Regions from separate parts of the Mus musculus genome. Here region 2 is linked to region 1. Evidence: chromatin contacts called from public HiChIP or PLAC-seq data. All regions are on one chromosome and are shown on one strand. Each heading gives the region's core, a stretch centred on a gene start, on an enhancer-like site or on the middle of the called end of the contact. The rest is flanking DNA. Distances are from core to core; before and after follow the strand shown. Region 1 holds the start of Il3ra (interleukin 3 receptor, alpha chain). Region 2 has its middle 100 kb from the start of Slc4a7.

Region 1 (2,720 bases), core at 150-2,649:
GGTGGGGCTTGAGTGACAGGTGACATCATCCACAGTTGTGGGAGGTGCCTGGGCTTTGATTGACACCATTCTCCGTGACAGGAAGTGAGGGGGTGGAAAAGAAAGGAAGTGGGCGGGACTTAGGCTTTGATTGACACCCAGATGACATGAGAGGCAAGTGACATGTCCCTAGGTGACATCATTGGTCCCCTATGACAGAAAGCGATGGGGCGGGGCCTCTCTTAGTGATGTCTTCGACCAGGATGATGATGGCATCCACCATCAGTGGGCGTGGCCTGAGCCTTGATTGACAAGGGGGGGTGCAGAGATGACTTCATTCGCCATGACAGGAAGTTAGTGGGCAGGGCTTGAGCTGAGATTGACACCCGGAGCTGGGACAGGCCAACAAGAAGGGAAGAGCTTAGGGGGCGGGATTTGGGTTTTGATTGACATCTGGGGGTGAGAATGACATCATCCTTCGTGACAGGAAGTAAGGTTTGGGAGAGGAAGCAAAGGGGTGGGACCAGAGCTCTGATTGACACCTGGATGAAGTCACAGAACAGGACAGGAACCGGGTGGATGGGGCATTGGGTGACTGACAGGTGACACCATCCTTCGCCAGGGGGCTGGGCCTGAGTCTTGTGAGACACCCGGGGGTGGGGCCCCGACCGACAGGAAGTGGGGGGCGTGGCCCGAGCATAGGCCCTGCCCCATGAAGACACCTACCCAGATCTGAAGAGTGGGATGCCAGGAGCCCCAGGATGAGCCACAGGTTGGCGGCCATGATAGGAGGGCGGGGCTGGAGCCTCGGAGGCCTGGGGGCGGGGCCGGGGCGTGAGGGGCGGGGCCGGGGCGCAAGCGGACTCCACCTCCTGATCCCGACCCCTTCACGATGCTTCTGGTTCCTGTCATGGTCCATTGCGGTCATTCCCCTGCCTCAGCTGCTCACTCGCGGTTATCCCCCTGCCTCAGCTTCACTGTCCCCAGTGTCACATCGCGAGGCAGGGGTATGGGTATGCCCAGGAGTGAACAGCATGAGGCAGGAGCATGTCCATCAGTGCAGATGACAAGGCAGAGGGATGGCAGCGGTGACCGGAAGCAGAAACGGAGGCTGGAGGATGCTGGCAAGTGAGCGGAAGGAGGGACGGAGTCAGGGAGACGCCCGCGAGTAAACAGTGTGAGGCAGGGGGATGACCACGAGTTAGTTTCTGAGGCAGGGGGATAATCACGATGGACACAGAAAAGCAGAGAGGGAGGGAGCGACGGCTGGGGAATGCCTGTGAGTGAGGATCTGAGGCCAGGAATGATGGCAGTGAGCAGAAGGAAGGACGGAGGCAGGGGGATGACCGCCGAGGCCCCGCCCCCTGACCCCGCCCACCCCCGCCCACCCCGCGGACCGGACCTGAGTGGCGCCCACGGCGCTGGCGGCGTCCGTTCCTGTCCTCGGGGGTCTGGGGGTCGGAACTGCTTACAGGGCAGAGGACTGCGACCCTGCCCGTGACCCCAGAGGCCCCGCCCCGCCCCGACCGCGCCCATGGTCCCGAGATTGAGCAACTTCCTGAGATAGTGGGGGCGGGGCGGGGCCTCGGGAGTCACGCGGGAGGGATGGACGGAGCTGAGGCGGGAGGATGACCGCGATTGCGGGTGATGGGCGGCCACGGCCACGCCGGCCGCGTCATCGCGTTCGTTTATTAAAAAAAAAAAATGAAACTGGAAGTCGTTCCCGTCAGTCACGGGCGAGCGGGCGTGACGTCCTGCCGCAGACAGGAAGTCGCTCTCCTGTCATCCGTTGCAACTGTACTCGCAGTCATCCCCCTGCCTCAGCTCTTTCGTTACTCACGGGAATCCCCCTGCCTCACTCACACCCGCAGTCACTGACAGCTGCCATCATACCCCTGCTTTGTAGCGGTTGTTCACTACCTGCCATCCTCCTGCCTCAGCTCTGCCTCATGCCTGAAGGCATCCCATTGAGACCCACGGAACTTAACTTGTGAGCGGACCCTGCCCTGTCTTCATCCCCCCCCCCCCCCACACACTCTGTGAGAGCAGAGCTCACAGCGGACGTCACAGCTGTGCTTAGGAGGCCGCCCCACCCGGCCCACGCGCACAGAGCTTTGCACACCGCCCCCTCCATAGTGACCGCAGGGTCAGGATAGGCCGGGGATGCCTCACAGGCCGCCTTATTTCCGTTTCCGTTTTTGTTAATGCGGGGGCGCGCGCGCAGCGGAGACGCAGGGGGCGGGGCAGAGGCGCAGAATTTGTCCTGTGCTGCAGTGAAGCTGCTGTTGCCGCCATCCTGGCCACCGCGTCACGTGACCTTTCCTGATCCGAGTCCCGGGGTTGGTGCCCCCTGCAGGACGACGCGTGCGTCCGCTGAAAGTAGCCCTTTGCTGATCCTCACAGCTCTGCCTTAAAAATGAACCTGGGGTGGAGTGAGGTGGGGTGGGGTGGGGTGGGGTTGGGGGGAGGGGGAGAGGGAGAGGCTGGATGGACGAACGGTCGGTGGCTCAGCAGGTAAGACAGACGCTAAGACAGACGGGTACCAGCACAGTGGGGTCTTCATCCCCATGACAGCCTGGCCCTGTGGGGACGACTATGCCTGTGACAGCCTGGTTGTGTGGGAGGACCAGGACAGACTTTGGAGCTTCAGGCCAGAAGATGCATTCCGTGTTAACAGCTCTGTGGGATGTTAGATAATGATGAGAACAGTGCAGACGATGGAGGCCTGGCTTGTGAAATTT
Region 2 (2,877 bases), core at 303-2,802, 250 kb before region 1:
GTCATTTAAGTGCTGGGGTTATCGGCGTGCACTATCACACCTGGCTCTTTTCACCATTTTAGTCTTTCCTATTCCTCTCTACATTGTTGTTTTTTTTTTAGATAAATAAAAAAGTAGGCCCACTTCATATAATCTAGGTTAAGAGAAAGAGAAACTTCATTCACATAGTAAAGTACCTTTGTTGTATTTCTCATACAATGGGAGGAAGCTTAGACATTCTTATGATCTTGCCAATGGTAGGCATTGGACAGTGCTTCTAGCCAATCAGTGGGTGGTGGTACTATGATGCTTCAGTTAAAATTGTGAAGGAGGCTATCTTCTGTTCCTCCTCAGCTAATGAGCTTGTTTCTGCAGCTTCTACTTCAGGTGTGCTCTCTTGGGCAACTTGTCTAACATGCCCCTGATATGTACCCCTATAGGGATCAGTACCAGAAATGATAAAGGGAGTGAGCCAATGAAAGACATCCATCATCAAACATCCAGAGTTCTGTGTAATTGATATGACCACCTCATACAGGCTCTGGTCTTAGGAAATTGACAGGAATAGTCCTAGGAATGTCAGATGGGTCAGGAAACTACACCTTGTTCCATACACTGGAGCTTACATCTCTGCTGGGGCTCTGATACACTGGGCTGAATAGCTGTGGGGTTTTGATTTTAGTTTTAGTTTATATCTAAATTATATTTAGATAGATTCCCAAATATTTCTTGTTGTTGGAAGTTTTACCTTCCCTCTTTTCCCTTTGTTCTTTTATTTTGCTTAGTTTCATTTTGTTGAGACAGTCTTGTTATGTAGCTCTGGGTGGCCTCAAACATGCTATACAGGCCAGGCTGGCCTCGTGCTTGGCATCCGCCTGCCTTAGGGTAATAATTACAGACTCTACATAGGTCCTGGCTTCTTTCTTTGCTTACGAGTCCAATTCCTTGGTCAACCACAGTTAGCTTTTTTAAACTCTCTAGAAATGATTTCCCGAAGAAGATTCAAAATTGAATAGGTAACTTAAATTCTTGAAACCTATCTACCCACTGGGGATATGAAGCCCAGTAAGGACTTAAGCATTTGAGATGCAGCCATCCACTGAATCATCTAGACTGAGCTCCAGGGTAGAATATATTCTCTTAACTCCATCTACCTGTTTGATTAGATTCTAAAATCCCCCTAGGTAAAATTCAAGGGGTCCTTCCCTGCGTCTTCTCTGCCTTGACAACTCCATATTCCGGCATATCTCCATAGGCATCTCTGACATTTAGTGCTTCTTGTCAACTTGACAAGGTGCCAAATCACCTGTGAGACCACTCTGTGGGCATGCTTGTGAAGGGCTATCTAAATTAGGTTGGCCTCTGGCCATGCTTATGCGTGATTATTTATATTAGGTTAACTGAAGTGGGAAGACCCACTTTACTGTAGGTTCAACCGTTTCATGGGATGGAGTCTGGATGCATAAGGATGAAAGTGAGCTGAACGTCAGTTTTCATCATCCCTGGCTTCCTAGCAAATACGACAAGCAGTCTCAAGCTCTTGCCACTGTGACTTCCTCTCTGTGGTGAATTACATCTTCCTCAAATTATAAACTGAAGCGAACTTTTACTCTCTTCCATTGCTTCTTATCCGGTATCTTGTAGCCAGTAAAAAGAAAGTAACAGAAGCAGCAACTTTCATGTGGTTGTCTATTTGATTTATGTAGGCTAGGGAACCAAATCCCTGTGTCTTGAGCTTGGTGGTCAGGTTCCCTCACTGGTCAGAAAATCTCTCTCACGGCCAGCTGAAGTGTTCTCTACTATACATCAAAACTCTCTTCCATTTTGCCTGTTCTAACCAAGCTCTTACCAGCCTGTGAGAGCCAGAGGGCACAGTGGCTCCTCATGGGCCATCCAGTGGAAACAGCAGAAGCAGCTGCAGGGGGCTGCAGCTCATAATGGGAAATGCAGAGTTGAGCAGATGGATCTTACATTTGGAGGAAATGCCTTCACATGACCTAAGTTCCTGCTCTAAAGAGAACCATTCACACAGCAGAGAAACCATAGCGCTTCCAAAGGACAGAGATGTGCTTTGTTCTCTCTCATCCTCTCAAGTAAGGCACAGGAAAACTCAAGCAATGGCAGGGCTTCAGCTCAAAAAGAAATGTGAAACAAGTTCTATCTGTGACCTAAATGGTAGTATGCATTCTTTCTCTCTTCCTTTTTACAACCACAGGACAGGGGGAGAATGGTAGTAATTTAGTTCTCATTAATAATAATGACCTTTATCTCCCAAGGAGGCAATTATTCCTTACAATCTTATTATAGTTTCAAAGGGCATATCACATCTCCTAACAATTTCTGGTACGTAAACACATTTGAGCAAACATTCCATCATGTTCCCTTCCTGTGTTCCTTCATGCTTTTCTTATCCTTGCTTCTGTCCTTCTATTTTCCTACCGTCCTTCCTCAGCCAACAAACTTTTGATGACATGACAAGATCTCAAGTGAGCTTACCAAAATTCAATTCAATTCAGCAAATGCTTGTTGGCTTCCTTTCCTGGGCATAGGTATGTGCCCTCAAAATGAACTACACAAACATCAGCCCTTAGAAGCTAATGATTTTAGGAGAAAAATAAGCAGATGAATCAGAAATAACTAAAGTATAAAAATTACAGTAAAAATGCAACCATAAGGGACAAAGGAGACCGCTCAGTCTGCAAAGTGCTTGCCATGTAAACACGAGGTCCTGAGTTCAGATCCTAGAATCTTAGACTCCATGTAATGTTGGACATGGCAGTGTGCACCTACAGTCTTATCCTTAGGGAATCAGAGGCAGGTGGATCTTTGGAGTACATTGGCCAGTCAGCCTAGCCTAATTTATGAGCTCTCTGTTCAATGATAAGAGAGCCTATCTCA

What was found. HiChIP or PLAC-seq counts read pairs in DNA pulled down with a chosen protein or histone mark.
Region 2: a contact with region 1 is called in an H3K4me3 HiChIP or PLAC-seq map of bone marrow-derived macrophages, with 4 times the contacts expected there. The contact joins the enhancer-like site here to the promoter of Il3ra in region 1. A contact is called at or near these places in 4 of 115 datasets of contacts at active chromatin or transcription factors (CD8 T cells, bone marrow-derived macrophages and embryonic hindbrain) and 3 of 9 other capture datasets (adipose tissue, liver and pancreatic islet).

The regions. Positions count from the first base shown.
Region 1 is chr14:14,345,174-14,347,893 of GRCm38.p6, reverse strand. Il3ra (interleukin 3 receptor, alpha chain) reads right to left here and starts at 1,399. Exons shown (of 12, transcript NM_008369.1): 1 at 1,382-1,399; 2 at 706-884. The coding sequence starts at 763.
Region 2 is chr14:14,598,851-14,601,727 of GRCm38.p6, reverse strand. No RefSeq gene overlaps it. Among named protein-coding and RNA genes, the nearest start is that of Slc4a7, 100 kb to the left of the region's middle. Within about 2 kb of position 1,552, at least 57 of the 459 cell types and tissues checked have an H3K27ac peak or open chromatin away from gene starts, as enhancers often do. A contact at or near this core is called in adipose tissue and bone marrow-derived macrophages, where this site is marked.